Regions from separate parts of the Rattus norvegicus genome. Here region 2 is linked to region 1. Evidence: chromatin contacts called from public Hi-C data. All regions are on one chromosome and are shown on one strand. The core of a region is the stretch at or near the end of the contact, and the rest is flanking DNA. Distances in the headings are between cores, read along the strand shown. Region 1 overlaps Sil1 (SIL1 nucleotide exchange factor). Region 2 has its middle 24 kb from the start of Sil1.

Region 1 (2,804 bases), core at 40-2,539:
AGAGAAAGCCCCAAGTGTTGCTTATTCTTGGGGCCTAAGAGGGATATGAGACAGCTTGTGGAAGAGGATACACCTCTCATCAGACTGAAGGCTGCCTGAGGCTGAGAGATTCGATCCTTCTCAATGCTATTGTTTACAACAGGGACCTCAGCAATACAGGCAAAGTAAACTCCATGGACGTTACAGTCAGAGTAGCCAGTGAGATCAAGAGAATGCAAGCATGGCAGCAGGGAAGTGAAGTTCTCCTGTGTAACAGACCACGGACTGTAGGCACAGCGAGCTCATAATGAACAGAGCATTCAGGCCTTGAACCCTGCAGGTATTCAGCAACACCAGCCAAACAGAGAACTACAACTCGATCCATCCAAGTCCATAGCTGGGAAAGTCTCTAAAGATATTAACCATGCTTTTTGACTTCTGCAGTGCTACTTCTGGCTAACTGTTCTTGCTACCTGAGGTGTGTTAGCCCAGGGTGAAGCTTTTGTGCTTAAAAGCTCACCATGAGAAAGACATAGGATTGCACTCAGGTCCCGAACACACAGTGTAGTCACAGACTGGCTAATAAAGATGTTCCATTGGCTTGAACCCATATCTAAGTGGTCTTCACCACTTAGACCCTCATAACACAAGGGTTAGACATGGGTCTTGATTTTAACATTGCTAATGTGAGAGTAAGGAACCTCCTCTCCTTCCCTTGGGAATACTGCCTTTTAAGTGTGTTCCGTTTGAGAAATGTCAGTACAGATACGTTCCCACCCCTCCTTCTTTTCTCCCTTCTTTTCACCCTCATGTTTTGCTGTGCTGGTTTCCATCTAGGGATAAGTGAGAGCCCTTGATTCCCACTGACCTGCCTGGTTAGCAATTCAACAGGAAAACACCTCCCACCACAAAATGAAAGCAGACTTCAACTGCTTTCCTTCTGGCTGACTCTTATGTAAATGAGCTGCCTGCAGCCTGACTCACAGGAGCTCAAAATGGAAAACACACAGAGAGGAAAACAGCAGAGTTCAAAGGTAAAGGTGAGCCTTCCCTGCGCCCTGAGGCTTTATTGTACAGCTAGCACTCTGCCAGGGACTTGGCACAGGACTCATCTGCTCATTCTGAGGCCAGCAAGAAAGAGCCTTAGCTCTCTGTTCCCCTTGCTTTTACAAAAAGGAAATTAAAATCCTAGAGAAATAAAATGAGAACTTATCATCAGCTTTCTGTAGACGAGTCTGTGTCTCATATGTCTGTCTTCTGAGCTCAGATCAGAATCATGCTAGGGTCTAGGTGTGATGTCTCACCACACTGTGGCTGGAGACTGGTCAGATGGTGTGTTGGGAGGAAATGTGGCTTCCTTCCTTGCTCAACTCTGCCTGACTATGAAGGCAAATCCCAGGCTGTCAAGCTCACCAGACAATGTCTGACACAAACCAGGCCTCCTAGTATGATTCTATCTATCAAGCCCTTGGTCCTCACAGACTTGGTGGTCCTTCCTCCCCTCTCCCTGCTTTGCAAGGCCCTCATAGGCAGCAGCTACCCTAGGTGTTTATTTGCTCCAAACATTAAAAAAGAACACACCCATCTATTCACTATGGAGAAGAGCAGTTATTTTGAATCTATACATTATGCATCTCTGCTGGAAAGAAAGAAAGGAAAAATGAGCATTACAATCCTCTCTGGCAGACTTCTGCCCCCAAAGACAGAAAAGCAGTCTGGAATTACACCTTGTTTCCAACTCCAGGCAGCTCGGGGTTCTCCTCTCTCTTCTGCTCCTAGCTGGACAGCTCCACATGTGTCTGAGTTTCAGTGATTCACTCATACAGAGCCCCCAGAACAAATCCCGGGCTCTGACTGATTTAAGAGACAACTTGCACAAGTCCCTGTGATCTGGCTCTAATACTGTTTGTTTCTATTCCAATTATCTTGAATCGATAGTTTAAAACTGGGAACTGTCTGCTGTACATACCCAGTCTGTCTTAGTAGAGAATAAATCTAGGCCATTGTGTCCTTTTCTCTCCTAGGCTTAGGACAGCACCTGACATCTCAGGGCTCTGATTGGGCCAGAGCAGCTCTAACTCTATTCAACTCTTTAAGGATTCAATTAATCATAAAGCCAATTCCATTCTGGGCTCCATCTGTCTTGCCTCCTTCAGGGACTAATAATCACTCACTGCATGTTTTTACACACTAGTTGAACTGAAATTAAGGCTGATTTCATCACAGTATACTAAAAAACAAAATGTAGTTCTTGAAAATATTTTCAGAGGTATTTTAAATTTTTTGCTTGCATAAAGAAACTTTTCTGTAAAATGACATTTTTTTTAGAAACTTCAGAATTTTTGACACCATCACCCCCCCCCCCCTTATAAGAAGGCAGTCCCTTGAAGAATCAGCCACTCCTAGAGCTGAATGAGACAACAGAGAGAGTCAAGGTATCCTTGGACAAAGCATGGATATCCTAAAAATTGAGAAAAGAAATGGAGCTGATTTTATATTTTATATATTATTTTAAGATATATAATTAGTCATCCATCTTGGGACTGACTAGTGGACTTAGTTTACTTAGAGTTACTTTTATTGTAAGTAATCTATCCAGGAGGGGAAGGATTGCTTTTAGCATTCAGGACCTCTGGAAGTCTCTAGCTGGCCCGAGGAGTCTAAGCCCCCCCACTGATCTACAAGACAAGAATACAGCTTTTATCTTAAATACAAGCAGTTTGTTTCTCCCAAAAGTACTACTAGTTCTCCTGACAAGTACTCAGGGTGCGCTCAATCATGTCCTGTACCCTGAAGACAAAAAGTCTCTTTACAAGGAGCATGAG
Region 2 (2,700 bases), core at 176-2,675, 220 kb after region 1:
CCAGGATAGCCAAGAACCTTCTGAAATTCTCTTGCCTCTGTGTCCCAAGTGCTGGGATTATAGGTGTGCATTACTATGCCCAGTTTTATGTAGTCCTGGGGATTGATCCCAGGGCTTCGTGCACGCTATGCAAGCACTCTACCAACAGCAATATCCCAGGCCCCAGCATTCTTACGACAATAAAAATGTGGGTACTTTGCTCCAAACTTCATCTCTGCCACCTGTTGACTCCGTGTCTTAGGAACTTATGGGCCCTAGTTTTCTTATTTGTGAAATGAGCATTAGGTCATTACAAGTATGAAGTTCATTACAAATATGGGTAAAGAACGTAGCCTGTAGCAAGTATTTAGCAAATGCAAAACATAAAGAAGAGTTAGAAAACAGCAGTTAAAGAAGAGAACTGAGGGGCTGGAGAGATGGCTCAGTGGTTAAGAGCCCCGACTGCTCTTCCAGAGGTCCTGAGTTCAATTCCCAGCAACCACATGGTGGCTCACAACCATCTATAAAGAAATCTGATGCCCTCTTCTGGTGTATCTGAAGACAGCTACAGTATACTTATATATAATAAATGAATAAATCTTTAAAAAAAAAAAAAAGAAGAGAACTGAGTCAGGTGGAGGTGACTCACACCTTTAATCCCTCCCAGCACTCCTCCCAGCACTCCTCCCAGCACTCAGGGGGCAGAGGCAGGTGAATCTCTAAGTTTGAGGCTAGCCTGGTCTACAGAGTGAGTTCCGGGATAGCTAGGGCTACATAGAGAAACCCTGTCTTGGAAAAAGAGGGAGGAAGAAGAGGAGGAAGAGGAGGAGGAGGAGGAAGAGGAAGAGGCAAGTTGAAAGAAGAACCAAGTGTTTGATGACAGCCTGGGCTAAATAACAAAGCACCAAAAGGCACCCTCTTGATAGTGTGGTGATAGCATAACCCTGCTTGGCCACATAGAAAGTTTGAAGTCTGGGCTTTAGGAGACACTGTCTAAGAAAGAGGAAAGGGAGAAGGAGGGGAGAGAAAAGGAAATGGGAGAGAGGGAGGGAGGGAAGGAAGAAGGGAAGGTGTGTTGGGTGGGACAGAGAGAGACAGAGAGACACTAACTCAATTTACCACAACTGTACAGAAGGATCAAGCATTCATAGGGGGAAAAATCCTCCCAAATGAGCCAATAGACTCAACAAAATCATGGATAAGATGTTCAGAGTCAAAGAAAAAGACTATAAGTGGAAGGAGACTTTGAGTGGCTAGATGGACAGGGAGGTGTGGACTCTGGCCCCCTCCCCTACCGTAGATGATTAAAAGGATATGAAGCTCCCTCATCTGGAGAAAACTGGGCAAACAGGGGCAGAAGTCTGAAAGAGCAGCTGTAGGAGGGTACCGCCTGTCCTCTGTGGACTCTGAGCTGTCACTCACAGTGACAGGCAGGACCTGTTCCTGGTGCACAGTAAGGAAACTGAGCCTTGGAAGCTCCTCCTTGCTCCCCTCAGGCCCGCCCAGCCCACCGGTTGCCCCTGAGCTCTTGATCTCCCTCCCACCAGACCTCTTTTGGGGAACAGAACCCGTTGCTCTGGGGGCAGAGCATGCCGCCTTCATCACTCCTCCCTCTAGTGACTCATTCCCAAGACTGGGGGTGGCAGGAAGTGCCAGGGCCAGAGAACTGCAGCCCCATCCGGCTGGCAGCTTAGAGACATCCTATACTCTTCCCTCCTCCCTCCCCCGCCACCTCCCTCACTTCCAGCTCTGACTCTTGACATTTCTAAGTAAGAGACACCCACCTCCCCCAAAAACTCTTCTTGCCTTTCTATTGCCTCCTCCAGAACTTCAAGTGCATCCCCCAAAGGACTGCTGGGTTGAAACAGCCTCATCCCAAGAGAACCAGGCACAACTCAGACCTACAGCCCTTTTCTGGGGAAGGGCGCGAGGTCTTGAAGGGGATGGCTCCTGATCTAGAAAGCACTCTGGCACTTCAAACGACAAAGTTATTTTCCTACATGCTCAGCTCTTCACATGCCCTGTCTCATTTATCCTCGCATCAACCCTAGGAAGCAGACACTGTTTCGCTGGAGAGCTGCAAATGAGAACTAACTTCAGGAGGTAAAGCTGGGGCTCAAACCCACACCTTTCCTCCGACACGTAAATAACAAGGCTCTCCTACCAGCCTTGTTACAGGACAATGTAAGCCCTTTGGAGAACAACCTTTGAGCAATTGTGGGTAGCCTGTGTCATCCTCAGGCTTCAGTGCTGCTGCTCCGGGACTGCGGGGAAGGGGTTCCGACTAACTGCTCCCCTGCTTCAGACAGACCCATCCCACCCTCCACTCCAGTGAGCTGGAAATGGTAAGAGCTGCTCAGAGAATTTCCAGCCCCCTTAATCTTCCTATTAAACCTACAGGACAAGCAAACATCTGGGGTGCTTAGGGACTACCTACCTAAAAATAGGACAGAGAGGAGAGAGCCTTGCTTATAGATAAAGACAGCAAAAGGAAGCTACAGACACACAAGCCTAGGGTTAGCTCTGGGTTGGAGACAGAGCTGACATCTGTCAAACCAGGAGCACAGAGATGGCTCACATGACAGCAGAAATAATAATACCCTTGATTTATGTAGATAATTTTTCAGGCACTCCACAAACATTCGGTCCTCTAGATGACCTCCTAGGACCCAGGAAAGCAGAAAGCATCTTTTATTAGCTGCCACGACCTGCCAAAATGTA

Evidence for each region. Hi-C and Micro-C count contacts between places; a contact is called where the count stands out from the background.
Region 2: a Hi-C map of frontal cortex shows a contact between it and region 1, with 1.8 times the contacts expected there. The contact joins two enhancer-like sites. A contact is called at or near these places in 2 of 12 Hi-C or Micro-C datasets (frontal cortex and hepatocytes).

What each region holds. Positions count from the first base shown.
Region 1 is chr18:27,177,687-27,180,490 of GRCr8, forward strand. All of the region lies in intron 7 of Sil1 (SIL1 nucleotide exchange factor), which reads right to left. Among named protein-coding and RNA genes, the nearest start is that of Lrrtm2, 82 kb to the left of the region's middle. Within about 2 kb of position 1,290, at least 40 of the 93 cell types and tissues checked have an H3K27ac peak or open chromatin away from gene starts, as enhancers often do.
Region 2 is chr18:27,401,471-27,404,170 of GRCr8, forward strand. No RefSeq gene overlaps it. Among named protein-coding and RNA genes, the nearest start is that of Sil1, 24 kb to the left of the region's middle. Within about 2 kb of position 1,426, at least 5 of the 93 cell types and tissues checked have an H3K27ac peak or open chromatin away from gene starts, as enhancers often do.